Regions from separate parts of the Canis lupus genome. Here region 1 is linked to region 2. The links are chromatin contacts, called in public Hi-C maps. All regions are on one chromosome and are shown on one strand. The core of a region is the stretch at or near the end of the contact, and the rest is flanking DNA. Distances in the headings are between cores, read along the strand shown. Region 1 overlaps THADA (THADA armadillo repeat containing). Region 2 holds the start of ZFP36L2 (mRNA decay activator protein ZFP36L2).

Evidence for each region. Hi-C and Micro-C count contacts between places; a contact is called where the count stands out from the background.
Region 1: a Hi-C map of blood shows a contact between it and region 2, with 1.7 times the contacts expected there. The contact joins the enhancer-like site here to the promoter of ZFP36L2 in region 2. A contact is called at or near these places in 2 of 9 Hi-C or Micro-C datasets (both in blood).

The regions. Positions count from the first base shown.
Region 1 is chr10:46,873,846-46,876,545 of UU_Cfam_GSD_1.0, forward strand. THADA (THADA armadillo repeat containing) reads right to left here. Exons shown (of 38, transcript NM_001109959.1): 32 at 177-553. Among named protein-coding and RNA genes, the nearest start is that of ZFP36L2, 65 kb to the left of the region's middle. Within about 2 kb of position 1,421, at least 3 of the 20 cell types and tissues checked have an H3K27ac peak or open chromatin away from gene starts, as enhancers often do. A contact at or near this core is called in blood, where this site is marked.
Region 2 is chr10:46,808,852-46,811,551 of UU_Cfam_GSD_1.0, forward strand. It overlaps ZFP36L2 (mRNA decay activator protein ZFP36L2), which reads right to left and starts at 1,316. Exons shown (of 2, transcript XM_038551155.1): 1 at 973-1,316; 2 at 1-426. The coding sequence starts at 1,023. LOC106559410 (a long non-coding RNA gene) reads left to right here and starts at 847. Exons shown (of 5, transcript XR_005365810.1): 1 at 847-1,118.

The DNA of each region.
Region 1 (2,700 bases), core at 171-2,670, 65 kb after region 2:
TTATCACTTTTTTAGTGCCCTTCCATGCATGAGGCCATGACAAACACTATATGAAGAGCATTCTTGCCCACTGGATGTTGTACCTTCTTCCTATTGCTCCTGGAGAAGCCCAACCCAATCCTGTCTAGGTGATCTTGTTATGGTGAAGGGGACGGTCAGTACGCCAGAGACTTTACCTTGCAGAAGCATTCCGGGTGATTTTCCTTCACAGCCAACATCAAGAATGTCTCCCCCATATTCCGCTGCAAAGGTGGCAGCCCCTTCTCTCCTAATCCCAAGGCTGCTGTTGAGAACCTTTCCAGCAGGGCTTCTAATGTCAGCAGGCGCACTTCAGGGAAGGAAGACTCCAACAGCTGAGAGAAGGATATGGGAATGTTCCCTGCCTGCTCTCCAGCCTGGGCCGCCACTGCCGCTGTGGTGATGGCTAGTTTGGTGAGACTCTGGAGGTACTGGGGCAGGCCTGGCACCGTGAAGGTATAGGTGAATCCCGTTATCAGCTCTGATCCTGAGATGATCCTTCTGACATCCTCCCAGAAGCCAAGACACTCCACAGCTAAAAAAGAAAACAAAAAAGTAAAGGAAAAGAGGTAATCACTTTATTCAAAGTTCCACAAAAGGATAATGGAGAATGCAAGGCTCTGAGTACACGGGGTGGACTACCAGGCGCCATTCTTGGATAGATTTCACAGGAATGATGTAATAAGTGACTAGCCCATCTATGTTCAGAAGTCTGAAGACATGAGCCACAAGTCTGAACCTAAGTGGGCTAGTCACTTATTACCTTTGCCCAGAAGCAATTTCTGTTTGGGTAATTCATAATGTCTCCCCCAGAGGGACAAAAGGCTCCTGGATCAGAGAATGTGCTCCTGGCACCCCTTCCCAATATTCAGTATTATGGACTCAGGGACCTCCTGAATTATTAAGCCTCAGAGTTGAGCAGGATAAAAGCACATCTAGTCCAAACTTCCTTTAGGGGCTCAGATTCCTCTGCAGCACCTTTCCTCGGAGGCTCCTGATCCACTCCTACAGTGACTCAGAGCTCATAAGACAGACTATTGCACTGTTAGTAGATCCAAGTGTCACTGAGTTCTTTTGAGACTTTCTACTCACTGGCCTAATTTGGCATTTTGAGGTTCTCCATGAGCCCTTCAGGCATCAGAGCCCCTGTCTTCCCCAGAGGAGACACCCCTACTTCCTTCAACTACTCCCCATATGGTGGGGTTCGTCTTCTCTCACTCTTCTAGCTGCCCTCCTTTGGACGTGCTCTACCTCTCTCAAAGTCTGACGCCATAGAATGGACATGACTCTCCCATGTGGTATGACCACAGGACGATGACTTTCCCTGTTCTGACACTAGGTTATAGTAGTTGCATCACACTGTTGACTCACGGACCTTAAAGTTAACTAAAACCACAGCCTTTCTTTTTTTACATGGTCTACTGAAGGTGGTGAGTCATCTTTCTCCCACCTTGCACTCAGTACTTAGATTGGGACCTGTTTTTTTTTGTTTGTTTGTTTTAAGCCCAAGTAGAACCACTGGTATAGTTTATCTCTTAAGTTTTATGGTCTCCCTTTTAGGTTGCCAAGATCTTTTTGTATTTTTACTTCTGATCAAAAAACACTTATTGCCTACTTACTGCGTGAAGGGCACTAAGTAAAATAAGAACACTGCTTGAGGAGTTTATAGTCTAGTTTGAGAGTGAGAAAGGAATGACCAGGTAATTCCAATACTGTGGTGTAAATGATAATCTGAGTCTTCAAGGGGAAGGGAAGGGAGAATGTGTTGGAGCCACCAAAGGCAGAGCAAAGGACCATAGGAATGAACCAGAATGGACGGTGTGGGGAACTACAGGCAGTCTGATATCATTACAGCATGGAGTTCGAGGTGGGGAATAGTAGGAGACGAGTCCAGAGAAGTATGGTGGCCAGGACATTCAGAACCTCCTAGGCCATGTGAAGGAGCCTGGGCATTCTTCTGGAGGCTAGGGAATGCCACTGATGGATTACTACAAGCAACAAAGTCAGGCAGTAGTCTAGGGGAGAAATGATGAGGCTCTGAAGTAAGGAAGGGATAGGGAGAAGATGGATTTGAGAAAGTAGTGAGAGAGTAAAACAGGTGACACTGGCAACTGACTGGGGGAGGGGTCTTGGGTATGTCCCCAAACCCAGATATGCTCCACAGAACACATCCATCATCCAACAGAAGTTGTGTAAACCTCAGTGTGACAAGCATGTCATAAATGCCTGCAATCAAATAATTACTGAAACTGTGAACTGGGCCAGTTGGAGGACAGAGGACATCAGTGAGTGTCAGAGGCAGCTCCCTGCCCACCCCCACCGTTCCCCTGACCTGCCCACTCCAAACTCTTACCGACTCATGATCAGTTATAAATCCTCCTACCTTGATCATTCTGTGCCTAGAATTTCATCTGCAAGAACATCAGGATAGACTTCATCAAAGGTCTTGCTGAAATTTAAGTATCTCATAACTTGGTGAACACTACTGACTTCTAGAAAAAACTATCATATATGTAATAGAAATGTGAAAGATTATGGTAATAAAAACACTTACTTGAAATTGCAAAATCTTATAAACTTGCAATAATCCAGGATTTAAAAATATGGACTATTCACATTACACATCAAATTGTTACAAAAAGAAGTTTGCCTCAAAAGGCTAAGTGGGGGCTCAAGCTCTAA
Region 2 (2,700 bases), core at 66-2,565:
GCGGGTCGAGTTGATCTGGGAGCCGCCGCCGCCGCCGCCGCCGCCCCCCTTCTGCTGCTGCTGCTGCTGCAGGTGCAAGAGGTGCTGGCTGCGCTCGCCGTTCTCGCTGAACGAGCGGTCCCGAAACTTGTTCTCCTTGTTGAGCAGGGCGGTGCCGCCGCCCCCCGACGGCTCCTTGAGGGTGCCGTAGGAGGCCGGGCCGCCCGCCGCCCCGCCGCCGCAGCTGCCGCCGTTAGCCGCGCCCGGGAACTTGGGCGAGCAGCTGCCGGCGCTGGGCGCGGGGTGGGCGAGCGCGTGCAGGTTGCTGGCCGAGTGCCGTCGGAGAAAGCCCGGCGTGAAGCCCGAGCTCGGGGCGGCGGCCACGGGCGTCCCCACCGCCTTCTTGTCCAGCATGTTCAGGTTGAGGTTGGCCAGGGATTTCTCCGTCTGCCAAAAGGAGGGGGGCGAGGACGGGATGAAATATGGACAGGGAGGGGAGAGTCGGGGCGAGCCGCGGAGGAACTTCAGGACTCCGGAGTCTTCTTCCTTTCTGCAGGGCTTTCGACTCGGCCCCCACCCTCCACCCGTACACGCGCAAAGGTAAGACAAAAAAAAAAAAAAAAAAAAAAAAAAGCCAAGTTCGCGCGGGGAGGGGCCGACTCCCACCCCGAGCCACGCTCGGTTTCGACCTGGGATCCTCAGCCCGCGGGCCGCCGGCCTGGGCGGCGCAGAGCCCGTCCGGGAAGCCCCGGGCAGCGTGGCCGCGGTCGGCGCCGGAGGAGGCCAGCGGCGGCGGCGGCGGCGGCGGCGGCTCGCTCTGCCCTTCCTCCGCGTCCTCCCCCGCCCACACGGCACGAGCACACGCTGCAGCGGCCTCCGGCAACTCCTCCCGGCCCCAAAGTCAAGGCGGGGAGGGCTGCCCCGAAGCCGAGCGCAGAGGCACCGTCCGAACGCCCGCCCGCCCTCCTCCCGCCTCCGTGCGCCCTCGCGTACCTTGCACAAGAAGTCGATATCGTAGAAGGCGGACAGAAGTGTGGTCGACATGTTTCTGGATCCCGTAATGGTCGGAGCTGCGGGCGGGGAGGTCCGGAGGAGCCCTCGGGGCGGCGCGGCCGGGCTCGAGCCACGACGAATAACGGGTGAGGGGCGGGGGAGGGACCGAAAGTTTGCCGGGGGACGCGACGGCAGGGACGGGGGAGCGGCGCGGACCGTTCTCGGGGCTGCCCGGGAGTGCGGGGTGGGGGGAAAGGAGAGAGAAGCAGGGAGCGCTCCTCCGCGCCCCGGGGTGCCCGGCCCGCCCCCCCCCCGCGCGGAGCCGACGACAGCTCGCGGACTGCTGGAACTCCGCGGCCCGCGAGCGCGCGCCCTATATAGAGCCCGGGAGCGCGGCAGCGGCGGGGCGGGCGTGCCGGGGGAGGGGACAGAACGCTGACCCCGCCGGGGTCTCCAGGCAACGCCGCCCGCCGGCTCGCGGACGTCAAGCGCCTCCGTGGCCTCCCATTGGCCGCCGCCAATTTTTTTTTCCTGGGGGGGAGGGGGCGGGAGGCCTCGGGGCGGGGCGGGCTGCCGGGGCGCCCGCGGCGGCGTGGAGAGCTCGTCCCTGATGGGTGCTGCTGGGTGGCGGCGGGAAGATAAGGGCCCCCTCCGCCGGGGCCGCGCTGTTGGAAATCCCCTGCACGTTTAACGTGGCCGCGGTTCTGCAGCCCTGGACGTGTCTGTCCCCGCCCGATCCTGCTAGGCAAAATTGCGGAGCTTTTATCTCCCACTCTGGGTTTTTATACCGGGCGCGGGAATTGCAAAATGCAAGAATATTGCAACCGTCCGCGCGGCCCGGCTGGCTTGCAAAGGGTGCTCCGGTCGGGGGGCGGGGGCCCAGGGCGTGCGTCCGGTGGGTGGCGGCTCCATCCCGAGTGCACGTGGAGGCGCGGTGGGGGTGGGGGTGGGGGCGGGGGCGGGAGCGGCCACGCGGGCGGCCGCCGCGGCAGTCTCGCCCGGAGGAGCCTGGGCCCGATTCTCCGCCCCCTCCCCGCCCAGGCTGCAGTAAACAGGGCTTCAGCGCCGAGGCCTGCCGGGCCGGGCCGAGTGTCTGAGGACAAGGCGCTGGCTTTGCTAATCACATCACAAGACCTTGAGCCTGGGCCAAAGGCGCGGAGTGGCGCGGAGCGTCCCGGGCGGGGGAGCCGGCTGGGAGGCCGGGAGGGCCGGCGGGAGGGCAGCGCAGGCCTGGAGGCGACTTCCCGCCACCGCGTCCTGCCGCCCCTCGGCCCGGCCTTCCGCAGCCCTCCAGGAGTCGGGGCGCAGCTAGCGGCTGGCTGGGGCGCGCCCTCTACGCCCCTTCCCTCCCCGGCCGCTGGGGGCGCCGCGCCCTGCGTTAGCTCGCGGTGGGCCGCGGCCGGGGGCTGGGGCGGGCGGGGCTGGGCACCGAGGACGCTCACGCGGGTTCGCCCGCCGGTTCCACACCCTAAAAAGCCTGGGAAATGCCTTGGCCACGGGGCTCCCCCCGGGGATGGGGCGGACCCCCCCCCCCCCAGCGCCCAGTTAGGCTAAAGCGGCTGACGCCCCGGTTCGGGCAGATCTGGGGGCAGGTCCAGGACACCTCACTCTGCGTGGAAACCCAGGCTGCCAAGGAAAAGCGGAGCGGGCCCAGGATCTCGCACACCTGGCGGCCTAGGCTGCGCTCGGGCCTGCTGGAAGGCCCCGGTCCCTCTAGGGAAGGAAGCA